Linked DNA regions of Hordeum vulgare: region 1 is linked to region 2. Evidence: chromatin contacts called from public Hi-C data. All regions are on one chromosome and are shown on one strand. Each heading gives the region's core, a stretch centred on a gene start, on an enhancer-like site or on the middle of the called end of the contact. The rest is flanking DNA. Distances are from core to core; before and after follow the strand shown. Region 1 holds the start of LOC123435110 (protein COFACTOR ASSEMBLY OF COMPLEX C SUBUNIT B CCB2, chloroplastic). Region 2 holds the start of LOC123435094 (F-box protein PP2-A13-like).

Evidence for each region. A called contact is a pair of places that touch in the nucleus more often than the background predicts.
Region 1: a Hi-C map of seedling shows a contact between it and region 2, with 5 times the contacts expected there. The contact joins the promoter of LOC123435110 here to the promoter of LOC123435094 in region 2. A contact is called at or near these places in 3 of 6 Hi-C or Micro-C datasets (leaf and seedling).

The regions. Positions count from the first base shown.
Region 1 is chr1H:342,706,772-342,710,613 of MorexV3_pseudomolecules_assembly, reverse strand. It overlaps LOC123435110 (protein COFACTOR ASSEMBLY OF COMPLEX C SUBUNIT B CCB2, chloroplastic), which reads right to left and starts at 1,526. Exons shown (of 7, transcript XM_045115550.1): 1 at 1,203-1,526; 2 at 983-1,092; 3 at 830-901; 4 at 592-735. The coding sequence starts at 1,395.
Region 2 is chr1H:342,477,509-342,481,382 of MorexV3_pseudomolecules_assembly, reverse strand. LOC123435094 (F-box protein PP2-A13-like) reads right to left here and starts at 1,875. Exons shown (of 3, transcript XM_045115549.1): 1 at 1,104-1,875; 2 at 614-732. The coding sequence starts at 1,448.

The sequences.
Region 1 (3,842 bases), core at 277-2,776, 230 kb before region 2:
GATAAAAAATGTACCAAAAAAAGGAGCAACCTCAACCAAAAAGTACATGACTTCCTAGAGTGCGTGAAGTTAATACTTTCTGGATTTAACTGCTTGTAAATAAAATAACACAATTAGACTGGTAAGGTGAAGATAATGTCAATAGATTTATCATTGAGATTAATTTCACAGTATAGATTTCGTATTTCCATTAACATATCATGATACATGTTGGATAACATGTCAGTGTCTAAGACATCATCTATTTCCGAATGGAGGGACTACTAAATACACCAGAAAGAAGCAAACTCAACCAAACACTACATTGGAACAGTCCTAGGGGTTTTCTACAGTAACTCAATTTTTTCCTCTGCGATTACTATTTGCCGGCAAGCCAGGATAACATGGATTAAGATTGACAAAACAATAAGGCACGAGACTATCAGATCCACAATGCTAAATATTTAAGTTCATCAAATACAACAGCTTGAATCTGAATCATAAGTACCCGGGAAAAAAACAACTGCTTAAGGCATCACAATTCAGTCAGCTCCCACCGAAAATTTAATACTGATTCAAGTCTATACGGCTGAGAAACACCTAAATACATACCACTGATGTGGTGTTTGTGTTCTGAAGCAGAACATATGTCGCCCAGGCCATATCCTCTTTCTGCGCCGTTGACAGATCATCAGGAATCACAAACACCTGCCTGCTCCCTTCTGGCAACGGCACACGGCTGGAAGCACCAGCACCCTACAACAATCAAAATTCCCAAATCATCCTCATTTCCCAGCATTCACCGCGCGAACCCAATGTACCACTCCGGCCACACAATGACGCATCCCACCTCTAGGAAGCGCCCGAGGTACGGCAGCGCCGCTGAGAACGCGGCCAGGCACAGCCCCAGAGCCTCCGACCTCTGCAATTTCGCGTAACCGGTTAATCAGGCATGTGAAATACGGTTGGGCATTATCAGGGCGAAGGTACAGAGGTAACAGACGAGCTGCGCGGGAGTTGGGGACGGCGAGAGGAGGTGGTTGAGGAGGACGAGGGCGCCGAAGCCGAGGCCTATCCACCGCGGGAGGTACGACTCGTCCAGCCCGGGGATCCCTGCGATGGTGCCGCGCCGCGTGTGAGATATCGTAAAACGCGCCCTTCGAGTGGTTCAGAGCGACCAGCTCGGCGGCGGATGGAGGCCGGGTGGCAGGGGAGGAGGGTACCGAGGGTGAAGCGGAGGACGGAGAGGTTGACCTGCTGCGGAGGGTCGGAGTTGGAGGCGCGCACGCGGACGCGTGCGGAGAGGGAACGGCGGCGGGGTGTGGGTGCGATTTGCCGGACGAATAAAGCTTGCGCGGTGGTGGGGGAAGGCTGTAGGTGGAGAAGAAGCGGCGGTGCACGGACCAGGAGAGCCATGGCGGATGGATGGTGGCAGGTCGCAGCGGCTGCGCTATGCGGCTCTGCGCACCCTCAGGTTACAAGGCCCCGAATGTCGCAAATTGTGGCCCACGGGTACGGGAACAACAAGTCCAAAGGCCGAAACGCCCAGAGCGCTCAAGCCTCCCGAGGGTCGTTTAAAATGGACTGACAACGCACAACTGCGAGCTATCAAAATTCAAAAGTAAGGTTTGGATGATCTTGAGGGATGCATGGAATAATACAATTATGACTAACTAAATTATTTATGATTCAGCTTGTGTCGTACTTAGAAAGATATCCATGTACCCTTGCGGGAAAACCCTGATTTCTACAAACCATTGTCAACTTATCCGGACAAGATACTTGAGCTACAAATACCCTTTGAGTGGACATTGCTCAATTAAGGATGGCATCCTTCAGAGCTTGTTTGTTCGGGTAGAGGGCACCTGTTGCAATGTTGTTCTGATGATACTGTCAGGCAGAATCATGACCGTCGTTCACCAACATTGCAGATGAGAAGTCCTGATTCCATGATGCAGGAATAGGCACTTCATGTGCGTGCTCTTCTCCATCTGATTCGGCGGATCCATCGGAAATATCACCCGCTATATCTTCTTCATGCATCTCGTTTTGCATGTGCCCATCTATCTCGTCGGCATCCGCCTCACCGCTGAGATAATCATCTGCATCTCCCCCTTCTGCCTGACTAATCTGGCCTGCTTTGTAAAAATCATCCCCAGCATGGGACGCATCAATTGAGTGTGAATCATGCATCCCTACACTGCTCTCACCATATTCAGAGCTACGTTCCACTTCAGGTTTAGTAACCGGCTTTACCACGGGGAGAAGTAAGGCCACATGATGACATCCCCTACGCTCGCAAGATTGTAACAAGCGCACCCACTAGTCGTCCCGCTCTATATGCTTCAAATACCAGAAAATATTACCAGTGGACCGGGTCCATAATGCATGAACACCGACGGTGTGTGTTTCAGTATTGAACTCTAAACATCGCGCAAGCCATTCTCTCAACTGAGTAACAGACCATGTTTTACGGGAGGACACCTGCACCTCTGTGTACTGAAATTCACTAAGATCAGCTCCCATCTCATTTGTTTGAACGGTACCACGACCATAGTGCAAACATAACGTCACTAAATCAGACATCTCTGCTGACCTAACATATTATTCAACAAGGAAAAAATTAAAAGAACGACAAACCGAAATATATTTTCCAAATCTATCGGAGAACCTTAAAATATTTAAACTACTTCATTTACTAAACTTAATTTATACTAATCTACCGGAGCACCTAAAACTAGTTAGACAACTAAATTTATACTAATCTACCGGAGCACCTAAAACTAGTTAAACAACTAAATTTATACTAATCTACCGGAGCACCTAAAACTAGTTAAACAACTAGATTTATACTAATCTACCGGAGCACCTACAACCAATTAAACAACTAAATTTATACTAATCTACCGGAGCACCTAAAACTATTTAAACAACAACAAAAAATTACCCTTGAAGCGTGCGCAGAAACGATGAACGACGAACGACTCTTGACGAACACCGAGATTAATCCCACACCACCACCTCCAACTCCACCAAAACAAACAACTACACCCATACCACCACCACCACCACTACAACCTCCACCTCAACCTCCACCACCACCACCAAAAATAGCTTCAAAACAAGCACCACAAACTACCCCATCGCGAGTGAGAAGGATAGTTCGGATGCCCTCCTCCGTACACAACAAATGTACGGTTTAAAAAGTGGAAATGGCAGTTTTTTTGGGTGGGGGAGAAGGTAGGAGGAGAAAGAAAGAAAGGAGATAAGGTAGAAAGGAGAAGGAAGAAAGAGGAAGGAGGAAGAAAGGAGGAAGGAGGAAGAGAGGAGGAGGGGCTGGGTCGGCTGGCTGGCCACTAGTCGGCCTCCCCAGGCCGATAGCCCTATCGGCTACGCCAGGGCCGACAGGCAGGGGCCGACTGGCCTATCGACGTGGCCTGGCCAGTAGTCGGCCGCCACGTGGCCGAGAGGCACTTATCGGCCACCACTAGGTCGACTAGCCCCCTGTCGGCCGCCCCGACGCCGACAGCAACCTGTCGGTCACGCCAGGGCCGAGGCAGGCCCAGTTCTGAAAATATTCAAATGGGCGCATTATTTTTCAAAAAGAATTAAAAAATACAATATTAAACAAATTTAGCTGCGTTTTCCCTGTGGTCATGTGCCGCGTTTTGGATGTTTTCTCAGATTTATTTTATTTTTCTGTACGTTTTTTGGCTTTTAAATAAAAAAATCTTAGTTTTTGGACACAAAATATTTCGAGAAAAAAATTATCGTGAGAAAACGTGTTTTTTGTCTTCCACGAGAGACATGGATTTGCTTTCGCAAGAGATAAAAAAGGGGAAAATATGTTTTCTTTTTCATTT
Region 2 (3,874 bases), core at 626-3,125:
CATAGGTCAGATAACCGTTCTAGGAACAAGATATCATGCATCTTTGCTGTGTTAGAATATAATTACATTGAAAGATATTGCACAGATGAATATAATTACATCTGTGTGAGGAGTCAATATCTTCCACTGGCAGAGTAGGCACATACTTCTCGTGCCATCAGTTGGAAGGACTACATCTAAGTTACGTTTTGATAGCACTGGTAAGATAAAGGCAGACATCACTCGTCTATGTTGAATTTATGTGTCTATCAGAGCAACAGGCAAAGTGAGTGTATTTTAAACAAGAAATGAGAACAGCGTACTCCCTCAAATCCATATTAATTGTAGCTGATTCGGTACAGAGTTGGACTAAACCAGCGACAATTAAATGTACAGGGGCATAATTTTCAAAAGCCTTGTGTGCTCCGAGGAAGAAAAATGCAGAAGTAGACGTGCAAGTTGGACTAAAATGCAGAAGTAGACGTGCAAGTCCAACTCTGTCCCATCTTCTACAACAAAAGACGAACAGCTCAATCTCGCCATTAAGTATGTAGTTACGTCATTCAATTGCAAGTTGCAACCCAAACATCACATCTTTCTGGCACAAACTGTAAGCGCGAGATCGAGTTTTTACCTTGATTCTGTGGTCGGCATGTGCGTCCAATATCTCCTGTCATCGATGCCAGTTATGACCAGAGCTTTGGAGGATAGCGCCATACAAACCCTACCTTTGCTCTTCTCTAGCCAAAATTCCTGCAATTACAAAGCACACAAAATATAAACCATTTAGCACTAAAAATAGTTCTAGCTCCTATAGATAAAAAGGGAACCAAGATAGTTTTCGGTGCTGAAATTGTTTCAAAATAGTTTTAGATGAGTTCTTCCCCTTGACACTAATTAACTCTGAAACGATTCAGATGTCAATATTTGGCTAGTACTAAACAGATACGTGGATTAAGACATCAGACTCGGTAAATAATAACAATGATTCAAGCACAAAACTGATTGGCCAAAATCATATAGACAAGCTCATGAGGGGTCTTGTTTGCGTTGCAAAAAAGAAAAAAAAAATCATAGACAAGCACATGGAAAGGGACCTATATTCATGTAGAAGAATATCTAACCTTGGTGCCGTCGTCGAAAGAGACGGGCCTGGAGAGCCTGGCGTAGATCTCCTTGGTGCCGGCCCGGCGGCGCCGGCGCCTGCCCTCCTCGCCCCCGCCCTCGACGTACCCGATGAGGTGGCGGTAGTTCTCCGGCAGCTTGGCCTCCCACACGAAGTCTGCCCCCGCGGCGCCGCGGAACGCGTGGTTGAGCCGCGCGAGGCGGCAGATCTCCGGCGCGTCGAGCCGGAGCAGCACCTGCGCGGCGCAGAGCTCCGGCAGGTCGCCCAGGCCCGCAGCACCCGGCGCAGCCTCCGCCGCCGGGCCGCCAACGCCGAATAAAAAGCTCGAGACCCCCGCCCCCATGGCTCCCCGCTTCCTCCAGTCGCAACGACCTCAGACACCCTTTGTAGTAGTAGTAGTATGTAGATGGAACCGAATCCCGCGAAGAAGCCGATCACCGATGATTCCGCGCCCGTAATGGAAGCTCGTGATCACAGCCGCCCGTCTACGAATGGAATCCTCCGGGAATTTGTTCCGCTTCACAGAAAAGCGATGAATGAATGCGTCGTCGGAGAGGAAAGGTGGGAGATAAATAAAACCGGAAGGACGGACGGAGGAAGCGTCGGCGAAGGGAATAAATAGACGGCGAGAGGGCGGGGGGTGGTTAATGGGCCGTAGATAGGGTTTCGTGGGCTGGGCTGCCTTTCTACCCCCTGAAACTACTTGGTAATTACATTCTTTTATACCTTCCGGGATGGACCTGTCTGTGACGCTTCGCGGCAGCGATAATATCTCGGAGGGCACGTTCATTAATGCTCAGCGATAATATCTCGGTGCGGTACTATGTGGATTAATGGCCGCCATTAACACGGGATGTCCGTGGACGCTGTCCGCTGCACGGGGGGCTGATGGGTGTGGGCGACCGGAGGGCGGTCCACGTGTACGGGCCCGTGCGGTGGGTGCAGGGAGTGGGGTACAGCTGGAGCGAAGCCCCCGTCGCGCCTGGAGAGTTCCACGGCAGGGTGCGCGCAGACAGGCTGGCGGGATTATCTATTCTTATCCGAAAATCCGGCTCAATTACCGCATGCACGCACGCAAATCGCGAGACCGCGTCGCCACGGCGCAAAACTAAACTGGGACTGGAGATGGGGTGCAAATGCCGCGCGTGTTCGCACACGGGTTTCCTTTTCTGTTTGCCTAATAATTTAGTAAGTATGGATTGAATTTAATTAAATTAAATCCTTGGGTGTTTTACGGTAGAGAGACCGATTGATTGTTTCTCGAAACCTCGGTCTTCCGGGCGACACCAGCCGGCTGCTGGTGCCACATGCTACGATTTTCTTTTCCGTGCATGGCTACCCACTTACGCAGAAAAAGAGTGAACGTTGGAAAATATGAAAAATTGTTCCCGGTGATTCCACAACTCGAAGCATCTCCAGCAAAACCGTTAAAATTAAATTGGTCAAAGTGTGGAAAGGAAAGATTGTCAAAATAAATTAGAGGCTAATTAAAATAAAAGAAGGCGAACTCATTGTTGTTGTTTTCATGTTTCGCAGTTCTACACAATGGATCACACACACAAGCATGCATGCACTCACACCGGTAAAATAGAAAATCTATCAAAGACAAAGATTTGCCTTGAGCATAGTCCACTTAAGCAAGATGATGGCGATGTTGTCCTCCTCGAGATGGATCATCTTTCTTGATTTCGCCGGCTCGATGAAGACTAGTAGATTGCTCCCCCATACTTCATTATGGATGAGTCACTCTTGAACGAATCTTTACAAATCCATTACCACCACAATGGACGGCAAGCTTCAAGCATGATATCTTCTTGATGCTTCACTTGGATTTGCACATCGCAATCTTGATGATGATTACCACTTAATGTCATCCTCCATTGGTTGTATGAGATCTTTCTCTTGATGCAAGCCTATGGAAATATACCTAACCACACATAGAATTCTCACGAAGACCCTCATTAGTACACAAAGCATAATGGATAATATTTACCATTTCATGGGATCACTTAATCCCTCTCGGTACATCTTATACGCTTTGTGTGTTGATCAACTTGATTCACTCGTTGACTTAGTATTGATCAACCTTGTTGTCGCCTCTCTTCGTAAAGATGATGTCTTGAAGGTGTTAGAGCATACTAGATCGTTGAAGGCGCGCGTTGCCGCGCCCGTCTAATTTGTCTCTTGTAATTATTAGGAGTTTGCAGTAGTTTGTATGCATGTGTTTACAATGTTTTGAAGTAATGTGCTTTTTCGTGTTTGCGCTTGTCTTTTAATTTTTGAAAAATATTGATACAAAATTGAATATATGAATCTTATTAGATTGCAAGAAAGAAGTGTGTTGAGCTTTTCTTTTCTTAGGCCTAATGTGTTTGTGGTTTGTTTGAGTTCAGATCTCAAGCGCCCGTCAATTTTTCAGTAGAAGGATAGGCATTTTTATACATATATCAATAAGAGAAAATAAAAGTTTGGCTGGATAAGCAAAAATCTGTATCTAAACTCTTATTGAGTTGAGGTTGCCTCAAAGAATAACAGTACTGGAAACACATTGAAGCTTGATCAGCAATTGATATAGAATTTATAAGGTGTACAATACAATTCTTGTAAAGTACTCCCAATGTGATAAATAAGTATATTTAACTGAAACTATACAAGGTTAAATGCTCATGCTTCGTGTCTTGGTTTGAAATGGCCATTCCTTTTGCTTTTTGGCATGTTGCAAAAAGCAAACTTTTGATAATCCACGGTTGTACTACACACAGAAGAACA